2 separate regions of the Capsicum annuum genome follow, and region 2 is linked to region 1. A link is a contact called in public Hi-C data. All regions are on one chromosome and are shown on one strand. Each heading gives the region's core, a stretch centred on a gene start, on an enhancer-like site or on the middle of the called end of the contact. The rest is flanking DNA. Distances are from core to core; before and after follow the strand shown. Region 1 overlaps LOC107858587. Region 2 holds the start of LOC107858586 (14-3-3 protein 4).

Evidence for each region. Hi-C and Micro-C count contacts between places; a contact is called where the count stands out from the background.
Region 2: a Hi-C map of leaf shows a contact between it and region 1, with 2.3 times the contacts expected there. The contact joins the promoter of LOC107858586 here to the enhancer-like site in region 1. A contact is called at or near these places in 2 of 5 Hi-C or Micro-C datasets (leaf and placenta).

The regions. Positions count from the first base shown.
Region 1 is chr2:78,400,595-78,407,761 of UCD10Xv1.1, forward strand. LOC107858587 reads left to right here. Exons shown (of 4, transcript XM_016703317.2): 4 at 2,700-3,009. The coding sequence ends at 2,712. Among protein-coding and RNA genes, the nearest start is that of LOC107858587, 26 kb to the left of the region's middle. Within about 2 kb of position 3,212, at least 2 of the 5 cell types and tissues checked have an H3K27ac peak or open chromatin away from gene starts, as enhancers often do. A contact at or near this core is called in leaf, where this site is marked.
Region 2 is chr2:78,440,768-78,447,994 of UCD10Xv1.1, forward strand. LOC107858586 (14-3-3 protein 4) reads left to right here and starts at 2,620. Exons shown (of 5, transcript XM_016703316.2): 1 at 2,620-2,894; 2 at 4,517-5,019; 3 at 5,101-5,223. The coding sequence starts at 4,540.

The DNA.
Region 1 (7,167 bases), core at 1,962-4,461:
CCAGCGCAACATCCGCATTTCTGCCACCTTCATTTTTTGGATGTGGGAGTTCTTAACTGGCCAACACTCCGCTCCACACAACAAGGCCGGAGAAAAGAGGTATTAAGTATTACCTGAAGCATACGGGTTAATCTTGAATGTGTCCTACAATATCAAATTAATGCAATGGGCAACATATGGAGTCCGGTAGTTATGTGGGTACACAACACTCATAAGCTCTCCCGCTTTCACATTCTCACTGGCATTATTAGTTACAACTTGAACAACATTTTCTGGTCCAATTTCCTCAATTGTCCTCTCAAACAAGTTGTACATTTTAGTGTTAGTGGTGGACTCATTGCTAGCATCAACTGAACCTAGAAAGATACTACCTATCGGATAATTCACCAAAATATTAATGATCATTTTTCCATTGTGTGTTTTATCCATTTATCCATCAGAATAGAACAACCATATTTTTGTCATTGCACCTTATACTTCTCGACAAGTTCATGAACTTTCTTTAATTGAGTAACTCTTAACGCCATGATTGGTAGGTGGCTCCATTCCCGGGCCATGTTGTCCTACCGCTTCTATGAAGTTAGCAAATGGATCATAATTGACACAGTTCAATGGCAGGCCTGCATCATACATCCATACCGCAAAAGCATTTGCCACCTGCTCCCTTAAGATCTTTTTTGTGTCATCAATTCCCCGATCTCCTCCTACTCCCGCCTTTTCAAAGTTTGTATTGTGTTGTGGCTTTTGTAGAAAAAAACTATTAATAAGACCTTTTGTCACATCTCGTGCCGAGGATGATAACTACCACTCGAAGACAATTCTTTGAGATTTGGAGGGAGGCATCATTTCGTCATGTTCATTCATATTATCATCATCAACAACAATATTATACGATGGCATATATCTTTGATTCTTTAGATTTGTCGCGGCTTTGCAATCTACAAATGCCTTTACTTTATCTCTAATATTTGCCAGACAAGTTTGACATATCTTGACATTTTAATACCACCATTGATAGTACGTCGACAAAAATTGCATATCACCACATCTTTTGATGGTCCTTGTGTACCATAATTCCATCCAATGTCCCTTTGTTTGCTACTAGTAGATTGAGACACCGTTGAAATTGAAATAGTTGTTAATGATCAAGTCATTTAATTAGTATATTACTATGTTATATAAGTTACTAAAAAAAGATTTTTTTACATAATACATTTATGCTTATTGTTACAGTAACACTGTAACACTATATTACTGTTATAGAGGAAGAAAAATAGAGAAAAAGAGGAGGAAAAAAAAAACAGTATGCCAAACCACCGGTTGAGTCACCGGAGTAAGAAGAAGAAGAAAGAAAAAAAATAATAGAAATCAGTACTTACCGGAGTAGCCGGAGTCGAAGTCGAACTTGTGAGATGGTAGATGGTAGCAGCCGCAGTCGCTAATCGAGTAAGCTAGTAGAGCCAAAAATAGGAAAATAAGACCTAAAATTGCCTTTTATCCCTAAAACTCTAAAAAAGAAAAAAAGGCGACGCCATTGTCGCCTCGCCGTGTCACCTGCCTCAATGCCACTACAACAAGAGGCGACTATGCCTCGCCATTGGCAACGTGGTGAGCGCTTTTTATAACACTGATTTGGACTACTTCATCCTACATTTGGTTAAGTCCATCCATAGCCAAGATGAAGAGGAATGGTGAGAGAGTTCCCTGCGTAAGAATCTTTAAATTCCACTAGAGATCTGTTAACCAACACTGTGAACTTGATCTATCTGATAACCTATCACCAAACCTGATTTTCCTTGAAGTAGAGATAAGATATGACCAATTGAGTTGAACAAAAGCTTTCTCTATGATCCAACTTTCAAAAAACACATGCTTCCTTACTTTTTAGGTTCCAATCAAGAACTAAAGTAGCAATCAAAGTTACATCTGTAATTTGCCTGTCTTGAATGAGAGCATCAGTAAGGGGCCTAGCTTTCTTTAACACTATCTCTGGGTAGGAGGGTTGTTTTTATAAATTCTGGTGGCAAAGTAAGAACCTTTTGATTGTTATAACTAAGTGGTTGAAGAAAGAAATGGTAAGGGAGGCCAGGAAATTAAGGCTAAGATGGCATACTACAGGTGAGCCTGGGTTGAAGAAAAATGACTGAAGCGACCGCAACATTATTACTGTTTGGTGAGAGAAATAAAGTTAGGAGGGCGGTGATCACTGGTTTGGAAATCAATGTTGGTTTTCAGTTTTGCTCTACCGGGACCCTTGACCAATGTTATTTAATTGAATCTTAATTTATTTTGAATTCTGTCCATAAAAAGGAGTTTGAAACTACTTCATTTGATTTGGTTGTGATATTTATCTGTTATAGGTTAACCTGAAATCTGCCACTTTGTGCTCATTACTGTTAGTTTACTGCAAGTTCTTTCTCTTGCTGACAGGTTAAATGAGTTGAGAAATGCCTTTATTCAAAATTAATGTATCTCTTTCTTATGACCAAATGATCTTATGTGCAACACTAATATTCTCTTTCTTTCCTGTCTAGGCCTTTTACTTCTGTAATTAATTGGGAATACAATGTGTGACTTTGTTAGAACTCCATGTTATGGTTTTCTGTATTTTATGGGTTCTGGGAAAATATTTTCATTATTTTGCACCAGTTGTTATAAGCTGGTTCCTACTCATATGATTGATAATTTTCTTGTCTCAGGCAAATGTGGTGAAAGATCATCAGCTGTGTCGAGCGTTATTCTTGGCCCATAACTAAGCAATATGTATGCCTCTTTTGGTGTTTAACTTGTAAGGTTGTTGAAATTGTTTGTTGTGCCATGGATATAGGTGGCTTTGTATGAATTCATCTTATCAGAAAAGCACATTGCTGTTCTTTTCTTATTCTTTATCAGTAGATGACACTTGACGTAATAGTTCAAATGATCAAGCAGAGATTCAAGTTGGAACTTTTAAATTGTTGTGATGAATGCTTTGAAATTATCTTATCAATTTGTGAAGGTTTTTCTTCTTCTTCTTTTTTTTTTTTTGTGTGTGTTTTGAGTTGATAGCTCTGTCAATGACGAACTTAATAGATGACGAAAGCACATGACTTTGGCCTGTCTCTATTTATTGTGCTATTTTAAAATGAGTTGTGGATTAAATTCAGTGGCTGCCCTTATATGCCCTGTGCTTGTTTTTGTTCTATGCATTATAATTTTTTTCCTTGTGTAGAGTACTTTGAAATTAGAATCTAATAGATGATCATCTTCAAGATTCACTAGATTTGAACAGATTGTCATAGCCAGTCATGTATATTATGAGTTGCAATTTCAATAGACTTGCTTCCCTGTTTTATATTCAAATTAGCTGCAGATGGAATTGAAGTAGGCCCTCTCGAATTTGCCCTTTTTCACAAAGATAAAAGTGCAAGTAGAAAACATAGGAAAGATCTATATCATGGCTGATAATCCTTAGGTGAAAGTACCACCAAAGACCTAAATGGCTAAATGTACTTGATCTTTATCCTCCTCCATCAGAAAATAATCTAAAGAAGATGAAAATAAAATGGAGTTCATAGCATAAAAGGACAATTGCGATTGTATTCCCTTATAAGTATTGAACTAAGCATATTCTATTTTTAGTTTTGTAAAGTTATGCGTTTGCTTTAAGTCTCTTTAGTAACAAATTGTCGTAACGATTTTTTTTTTTTTTTATAAATAACATAAATACCAACCTTTTAAAAGTAATTACAATTTCTCCCATTTTTTTAATTACTTTACTCTCTCTCCCTATTAATATACATAACATAGTCGACATATACATGGCATTCTGTGTATATGTGGGATTTTTGTAATATGTTTAGGGATTTGGGATTTTTTGTAATATTGAAAACATAAGTTGTGTATTTGTGTAATTTTTAGATTTTTTTATTGATTGGTCCATTTGAACAAATTATTCTTGGTACTTTCGTCGTTTGGTTGGGAAAGTAGTTATACTGGGATTAGTTATGCTAGGATTATTTTTTATTGAGTATTTGGTTTGTTGTATTCAAAGTAATATGCATGATATAATTTCTAATAATAAATTAATTGATTACCAAAATACCCTCCATCTTATTTTATATATATATATATATATATATATATATATATATATATATACTTTACAAGCTTTAACTATTTATTCTTAAAAATAAAACTTTTATCTTATTTAACTTAATTTTTTTTGTGTATGCGCATTTCCATAATTAGATCGTGTATATTTTAAAAATAAAACTTTCTGTTATAAATGTACCATATATAGTGAATGTCAACTTTACCATATATAATGAATACCTACTTTACCATATATTGTGTATGCTTATTTATGGAAAAGTTACAAACCCCAAGGTTAGTTTTCCCCTATAAATAAAGTGGTTTTCCTTCATTGTAATTCATCCCTAAAAGAGAAATAACAAATATTCTCTCTGTTTTCTCTACTCTTCTTCTTTATTCTTTATTAGTTTATAACACGTTATCAGCACGAGACTTTGCCGTCTCAAATTTGAAGGCTAAGGTATTATTTTCTTTCTTTTTATATTGTTAATAATCTTACAAAATTTGAGTTCATTGCCTCGAGCAAGAACTACCTTTCATGGGTATTGAATGCTTGAAATTCACTTAGATGCTATAGGTCTTGGAGACGCCATAAAGAAAGAAAATACAGCATCTAATCAAAATTGTGCTAAGATTATGATTTTCTTGCGTCATTATTTTGACAAAATTATGAAAATTGAATACATTATTACTAAGGATCCACTTGTTTTGTGGAATAGTCTTGAAAATGGTCATCCTCTCAAAAGCACAATATGGATGCATGCATCATGAAAATAAGATGTTGGGTTCAAATCCTATAGATTTGTGGCCTACGACGCCTTCATATGAATATAAATAAGACATTGAGTTTGTACATTATAATAATAAGATTTTGGGTTCAAGTCCTGTTGATTTATGCCTAAGACGTCTTTATATAGGTAAGACGTTGAGTTTGAATCTTAATGCATCATACTGATGATATTATGATGGCTAAGGCAAAATAATGTATTTTTAATGAAAAGTCATGAAATATATCCCATCGAATATGTTTCATTCCATGAAGTGAATGTGATAGCAATATATGATAAGTCTGAAATATGACAACTTACTTCATTCTTGAAGTGTATGTGATAGCAGTGCATAATATGTCTGAAAGAAGACGAGTGATTGAATGCACGAATATACGCGTTGAGGAAAAATATGATAATGATCATCAAAAGTGATGATATTTTCACACGCACATTATGATCATAAGATATGTTAGAGAAAATTTCTCTAGATCATATGTATGCCTCGATTTGCTCCTGAAGTAGTAATATCATAAAAGAGGTTATAAGCTGTCAATTTGATAGGCTTAAGACACGATTATATTTCATTCATGGGAATGAGAATTTAAATTGTTATAAGCATAGATCCATTTCCTGGGTAAATGTGATGATATTTAGTAAAACTTATCAGCAAACGTGAACTTAATTGTGATAGCTTCACAACTCACCTCCGAATAAGGCAGAATAACCGAGAAGAGTTTTTTGAAATCTACTTCTAAAGTAGTAAATCTGAAATTTATTCATGTAATAGTAAATCTGAAATTTACTAAAGTAAAAAGGTACATGTCATGGTAAACTTGGAGTTTGCTAGAATAAAAGTTCATAAGTTGACATGAACGATTATGACATCCCGAAGATATGCATATTGAGTATTGAACATGTAATGAAGATTAGAAAATTCTTCAAGAATTATTCATGTTATTTGTTCTCATGATAAGTTGGTTGGACCAACTAATTATTAGATTGGATCCCTCAAAATCTGAAAAATATAAAAAGTGAATAAGGGCTCGCTCACCTTTCATGTGATATGTTGAAAAGATGCATCAATAAGATAATCACATGTACATTTATTGTCAACCTATAGTTTGACATTCATAAAGTTGTTTGCTCAACAAAATTAAGTTAAGAGCATAACTTTCAGATTGTGCATTCAAGACAATTCATCTTGATGAAAATGGTTTGGCATTGAATGCCTTCAATAAATAGCTAAACCATTGCTGATGAGAACAAAACTTTATTTGTTGGTCTGAAATATGATATGTTGCATACACTTGTATGCATTAGACTAATAAATTATGATTATTTCTTTCCTGTCAATTGGTTCAAGGTCATGAACCAACTATTTCATCTAATAGTTGATGTGTGGTATACGATTAATGGATATACCATGATGCACAAAGATGGATTCCTCAAATAAAATAGAGGATGTATGTTAGTTTTCCTAACATAAGGGGGAGATTATAAACAGTTATGAATATATTAGAAATTATCAACAGATCCTCATTCAAAAGATAATTCAAGTCAAATGCCGAAAGCATCTCATATTTAAGCTGCAAGTGCTCCTATTTTGTGTCTCAAAAGGACAAAGTCTTGCATGCGTGAAGCGTGATAGACCAATCGATTCTAAATAAAATAATTCTTGAAACGTATAAGGAGCAAATAATCATAATAAGAAGGCAATGTGCTCTTGAAGAGCCTACGACATAACATTTCATGAAATTTATGAGAGGTTCAGGTACCTAAAAATAATGAAATGATGAGATCTCAAAATGTTGTGTCGCATTGTGAACCAATACGAAATGATATATCATCAATATCTTAGATCAAATATTGGTACAATATTGTGAAAGATTACGAGGATTCGAATTCTACATTTATTTAAGCATGCTGACGTAGAAACATTTATCAAATAACATTAAAGGATGCATCTTGGTAAGTGAAAACTTATTTGATTTGTAATCCACACGCTTGAAGATGTCACACATGAAAATGTTGAATATTGTCACTTGACAAAATATATCTTGTAAATACCACAAGGCCTGTTATAGCCTTTTCAACTAATTTATTAGCAAGGTATAGTTCTTCTCCTACTAAGAGACATCGAAATGGGATCAACATGATCTTATTTTATTCTAAAGAATGTAGTTCTGATCTTGTTGATTATGCTTATGCTGGTTATTTATTTAACCCACATAAATCTTGGTCTCAAACATGCAATGTGTTCACATGTGGGGATACTGTCATATCTTAGAGATATACAAATTAGTTTATCTAGTCACTTCATCGA
Region 2 (7,227 bases), core at 1,370-3,869, 40 kb after region 1:
CACCATACTATTTTTTATTTTTATGTGGTAAATATTGAATTTTTTCTTCATATATTTATTTTCTTATATTTTAAACTTTCTAAGTGAAAATTCTAACTCCGTCGAAATTTTTAATACTTCAAGCCTCTAATATATTGGATTTCTACCCAAAAAATACTACCACGGATGAACTTGGCGGGTTAAAATTTAAAGTTATTAACCTATTTAAATATAATTTTTTTGTTCATTATCAAATAATTTTACAAAATATCATTAAATTAATCTATAAATATTTTACTAGAAATGAAAAAGAATTACAATATTCATATAAGGCTTTTGAACGCATGATTTTTGTATTCACTTATGGATTGTAGGTGTAATCACAATTGACGTGCATGTCAACTCGCAAAATAGATATTTAAGAGATAAATTTTTGAAAAGAAATTGAAGTACATTAAATGGTCAGTGTAAGAAACTTTTGCTATATTATATAAATATATTTATATGTAAGCTTTCATAAAAAATAAGATTTTTGATCTTAAAAATAGGATATATAATACTCCATCCATTTCTTTTTATTTGCTCCATTTGTGTTGTGCTTATATTCCTAATATTTGCTCCTTTAATTTATCAAAAATAGTTTGAACAAAATCTCCCGATTATGCCTTTGTTCAATAAATCTGATAATTACTGATTTGGAAAGAGGTATAAACTTTAATCAGGAGTATGTTAGTAAAATTACTTTTAATTTTATAGGAGTAAGAGATTTATTAAAGTGTGTGTCTAATTCAAATAGAGTAAATAAAAAGAAATGAAGAGAGTACCATATAATAGATAAATTAACTTGCATGTAAAATTTCTTTAAACTAACATTAAATAACTTTTTTTTTAAAATCTCTCTAATAAAATTTTAACTCCATCAGTATTAATTTGATTTGCGCTCTATTTTTATAGATAATTTTCAACTATCAATAATGTATCTTTAGTATTTTTTATTTCATTTATTATGAAAATGAATATATAATGTATTTATATGTATGAAAACAATCTCTTATCTCCATAATATAAATACGCTATTTTTTTTTAATTATATGGCATATAAGGTAAACAAACTATACTTTAAGAAAATATTGCTCGTAAGATATTATAAAAAAATGTTCATGTACTGACACTTATAATTTTAATTTTTCCTCTTGCATACTTTTCAAATAAAATTGGAAAATAAAAATATTAAAATTAGTTATTTAATTAAAAAAATGTGTTTGACCTGATGTTAAAATAAGCATTAAAGCATATTATATTTTAATTTTAACTAGGGCAATTTAAATAAATTGTAAGCTATTATTTGATTTTAGAAAAATAAAAATATATAGTTTTTTTAAAGTATGATCTCTATTATCATTTTCTATCGTATTTATTTAAAAACATTAATTTAATTTTTTTTATTAACTAATTAATGCTGATAAATACATATAAAACTGTAATATTGAGCCCGTAAAACGGTCCTTCATTATCTAGTTTGAAGTAATTTTTATAAGGGTAAAGGACAAAAATAACACCTAAAACTAAAATAATTCCACAAAACTAGCACCTAAATTTAAAAACCCAGTAAATAGGCATTAAGCATCACAATTTGGCCCTTTCAGTCTTGTGTACTGAGCCGAACGATCTCAAAACACACTTCTGCAACTTATTCTTTCTAACATAGTATGAGCTAACTAACCATTTCAACCAAATCTACTTGATAACGCTAGCAGATATGCTAGCAGCTCTACTTCAACATAGTTTCATCTTTAATGGGTCCATATTTTTTTGGCTCCTTTTCTTTTTAAATAATGCAAAGTTTAATCCATTTCACTTTCAAAAGTCAAAGTAGACGTTGGACAATTCAACTGAACTTTTAGGTAGATTTATAAGTTTTATTCTAAACCATTTACATGACAATCTTTTTTAAGTGATATAACATTATTAAAATAACATACTATTTTTTTTGTTTAGTTTTACTTATTTATACAATAAAATACAATATCATGTACTTTTGATATAATACAATTGTTAAAGATATATAGTTATATAATAATGATACAGTTTCTATACATATACATATTCTATATAATAATTATAGCATTTTTATACATATTCTATACAATTTTTAACTACAATTATTATCTAGATACATATTTTATACGACTTTATATAGTTTCTACATGCATTCTAAAAATGTATCAATCTAGTATAAGAGAGTATTGATTGAGTATATGGACACTGCAAGTGTATTAATGTAGTATAAAAGTGTATTAATATGTTATAAAAAATATTAATTGGGTATAGAGACTGCTTCTGTTTGCATAAAATTTCCTTTCTCTTTTTTAAAAAGTGTATCAATATAGTATAAAAGTGTATCAATGTGGTATAAAAGTGTATCAATTGAGTATAGAGACTGCACGTGCCCAATTGGATCAAATGGCTAAAAAAGGGAATTACTTTAACCGATTGACTATAGCATGTCCACCTTTTCAATTATGGACCATTTTTAAAAAAAATGGTTATGCTATGTCCTTTTTCCTTTTTATAACTAAAAATTACATAAATACACAATTTATGTTTTCAATATTACAAAAAAATCTCAACTATCTAAATATATTACAAAAATTCTTTTATAATGAAACATGGCGAAAAAGCCTAATTGATATCATCCCTCACCAATTTTTTATTTTTTTTTGGCTTAAAACTGCATTTGAAAACCTGTCTCGCCACTAGGGCCAAACAACCCTTTTGCACGCTACTAGGTCTTACATCATCTAATTCATCTAATTTTATATAAGGAAACACAATTCACAATTCTCGTTTGCTTTCTTCTTCCGTGATTGCAAGAGAATCAGATAACCCCCCAATCCGCTAGCTACATCAACCAGGTACTTTCCGCTCCTTTTCACAAATCCATTTTATTATTGATGATTTATAGTCGATCTTTCCTTTTTTGCTTCGATGCTCCGTTCTTCGTAACTGCAGATCTGAAAACTTTGACCAACTGATTCCTTTAAATCTGAATTTATTTTGATCCATTTCATTAATACATTTATTCGAAGGGAACAAATACTCTTAGCTTAGCTAGCGTTGCCGGAGAATCTAGTCATTTAGTCCGTTCATAATTAATTACTTATCACTGTATAACAAGGGTAAAGGCCTTCGTGCTTATTGTTATTGTTAGTTTTTTCTAAGTTTTACTCTGATTTTTAGTGGTCTTTTGGTACACTGGATGAGGAAAATAACCCCGAGATAAAATTTGGGATTGACTTTATCCCAAGTTTGATATATGAGGTATTAACAAAGCCCGGGACTATTTTATCCCACCATTATTACTATCCCATATGGAGGGTGGGATAAAATAGTCATATTCGTAATTATCCTATCCGGTGTACCAAACGACCCTAGGTATAGAGATTTCATATAGTAAGCGAGGAAAGTGGAGAAATGAAACAGAACCTAATCGATTTTATATCTTTGTGATTTCACACCATTTATTTGAAGTGCTATTTCAATGAAGAACAAAAACACACTGAAGACAAAGATAAAGTATCCGTAGATCGGTTACTGGTTAAGCGTTAGTTTAAGTAACAAAAAAAAAAAAAGGAAAGAGAAGAGTATTTAAAATTAAAATTGTGGGAGATTTTGTGAAAGTTGATGTTGTGTGTTTGACATGAACTTAATTTGGAAAAATAAGTTTGTGAAGATTGGTGAGTAGAGACTAATATTTCACTTGAAAATACTCATGAGGTAACACCTTCATATCAGTCTTTACTAAATACTCATGGCCTGTTTCTGCATTTAGAAAAAATGAAATAGCATTTTATGTCCTGAATAAAAAATGTGAATTGTGTGTGTTTGAAGTATTCTTTTTTAAATATCTGTGATTTTCTTAAAGAATAAGTAGTGGTTTCCCCTTAACCCTTGGAGGTGGTATGACTTTGCACAAACACTCCCTTAACCAGTATCTGAGGAGTTACTCCTCTCAATGAAGATTCTTTTAATATCCAACAGTACACATCACACCCACTCTGAAGGGCCTTTTGCAGTTTCCTATGATATTCATTAGATTGGTCTCTTTCGCGTAACATTTGTTACTCATCAGTTTCTTCCAGTGTAGGCTTAAATAAAGAACATGTGTGCACTTTATAATTTAAAGGCTCAGATCTAGTTAAGTCGACCACCTCTTTTAATTTTAGTTGAGAAGTGAAAACCTATCTATATTTGGAATAGTAGCAGAATGGTTAGCCATTATTCTATGGTTTGAGAAAATGAGTTTCTTAATAATTACCCCCTTATTAATATGGGAAACCTGAGCAAAGCTCATAGGAATTAACTGTCTCAAATATAGTTCACGGGGTGTTGAACCACACTGCCAATATTTCAGTTCACTTGAAATTAATAGTGGAGAATGGTGATAGATCCTGAAGTTGCAGTTTAACTGTTTATGAATGCATGTTTTGTGGCATCCGGCTTGTGATGTTGAATTACCTTTATTTTGTTGAATCAGGTGTTAGTTCATATACAACAAAAATGGCTGAATCTTCGCGTGAAGAAAATGTGTACTTGGCCAAGCTGGCTGAGCAGGCTGAGCGATACGAGGAAATGATTGAGTTTATGGAGAAGGTTGCAAAGACAGTAGATGTTGAGGAGCTGACTGTTGAGGAAAGGAATCTTATTTCTGTGGCCTACAAAAATGTGATTGGTGCAAGAAGAGCCTCATGGAGGATAATCTCTTCAATTGAGCAAAAGGAGGAGAGCCGCGGTAATGAAGACCATGTCAACACTATTAAAGAATACAGAGGCAAAATTGAGGCTGAACTTAGCAAGATCTGTGATGGAATTTTGAGCCTCCTTGAGTCCAATTTAATTCCATCGGCCTCAACAGCTGAGTCCAAAGTTTTTTACTTGAAGATGAAAGGTGATTACCATAGGTACCTGGCTGAGTTTAAAACTGGGGCAGAGAGGAAAGAAGCCGCTGAGAACACTTTATTGGCATACAAGTCTGCTCAGGTAGGTGATCTATGGTGAGCACTGTCAGTTTTTCTCCTTGTAATCAATGATTCTGATTTTCTTTAATGCGTTCTGTTGTAGGATATTGCTTTGGCTGAACTGGCTCCTACTCACCCAATCAGGCTGGGACTTGCCCTTAACTTTTCAGTGTTCTATTATGAAATACTCAACTCGCCTGATCGTGCTTGTAACCTTGCGAAACAGGTAATATTCTCTGCTTTTGTTGGTTCTTTGACTTGAATTACTCTCTCTCTAGTAAGCTAACTTGGACTATCTTCCCAGTTCTTATAGTTGATTTGTCATTCTTGACTATGGAAAATGTGTTTATCTGTATTATACCAATATCTTTATAAAAGAAGGAAAACATGCTTGTACTACTTTAAGCTTGCATGTACGTTTCGATCGGGAATCGCCTTTAGCTTTGATGTCTCATAATGATGACGAAGCTTGGTGTATGATGTTCGAGCGATAGAAATATTCTTTTATATTTGAATGATTGATTTATGCGTGCCATTTTTCTGATAGTAGCTAGCAGCAGTACATGCTTTTTCGTGACTGAAGATTGGAGTGAAGTGCTTTGTCTATTCGTGTTGTGCAATTATTCTCCTTTTTTCAAACTGGAAGGGATAGCGGGGTTAGTAATCCTAGGACTGTGTCCATAGGTAGGAGCCAGGTAGGAGCCCCTAGTCAAGAGGGTCTGGGTGTGGCGGGTGTCTCTGGTTTGTGAGTGTATGTTACTACTAGGTGGGGGTCGTATTCTTGATGTCCTATTTCTTATCTCTTATTTCATATTGCGCTTATTTATCTTATCTCGTATTGCTTTGATTTCTATTTTATTGTGTCTTATCCCTTTTTATGTTATGCCATTCATCATGCTTTATGTTTCATTACGCTCTTGTTTACTACTCTCTATCTTGAGCCGGGGGTCTATTGGAAACAACCTCTCTACTTCTTTGGAGATAGCGGTATGGACTGCGTACATTTTACCCTCCCCAGTCCCCGCTTTGTGGGAACACACTGGGTTTGTTGTTGTTGTTGTTTCAAACTGGAAGGGGAGCCTATTCCTGTTGTGTTCTTTCCCTGATTTCCTGTTCAGTTTTCTTTGCAAAAATTTCAATTGAAGCTTGTTCATGATTTTATCCTTGTGTATATCCTAGCAGAAAAATCTTTAGCAATAAATTCTTTAATTAGGTGCAGTTAGTTGTGGACATCCTTTTTAAACATAGGGTGATGGTTTGTCTGATCATTCCGTGTTACATTGCTGTGTTTCCATTAGAATTAGCTATCTTTGTACCTTTAATGTGGTGATACATATTTTTCTGTTACTCGATGACTGATGAGACAAGAAAATTGCATGGACTAGTCTATAGAAAGAGAGTAATTTCATTTATGTAGTTTATAAATAGGAATTATGTGGGAATTCATAATTCTAAACCTATATTTAATGCAGCCTAATTGCTTTTGTTTGTGCCCGAACACAACCATTTGATTGGCCGCGTGATTAGAGTGGTAGGCTGAGAATTAGAATCTAACTTTGATGATAGAATTATCTACCCTTCCTTTTTTTCTCCTCTTGGTTGAATATTTTGGAATGTTTGTTACTTAACTTTGTAAACTTAGGCAGAATTTGTTTTATATTATAACAGCCACCGTTACTATGTTTCAACCCTAATTAGTTGGGATTGGCTATATTAACCTTCAATATTTATTTTGATTCTCTTATAATCTTTCATGAATACTCAGTAAGTTTTTTCTTATAACCAATTAGGGATTCTCCTTATTTTAAAAAGGGACCAATTAGGGGGTTCTCTAATGCTAGGATTTCTTTGCTTTTGTATGGACATACAAATTTCTAAAAGAACTAATAAAACCAAATTGGGCGTGATTGTACCTACATAACGTCTTATTTACAGCTGTAACTAGCTGGTGGTCATTGTTATGAATCTTTTTCTTCCACTGGGTTCTGTTTTCCAATATCTGCATTGATGCCGAATGATTGTAGTTCTTTCGAGACAAATCTTAACTTATGATTTTAGATCTACGTTATTGTCTTTAACCCCTTCAGTTATCCTACACCTATGGAACCTTGGATATGGTGAGGCTATTACCAAACCATCCCAGTCAACTTCTCGTCTTATGTCGTAAATGTGCTACTTGTACACTCGGTCTAAGTTTATCATTTCTAATCCTGTATGGTTGCACATCTTT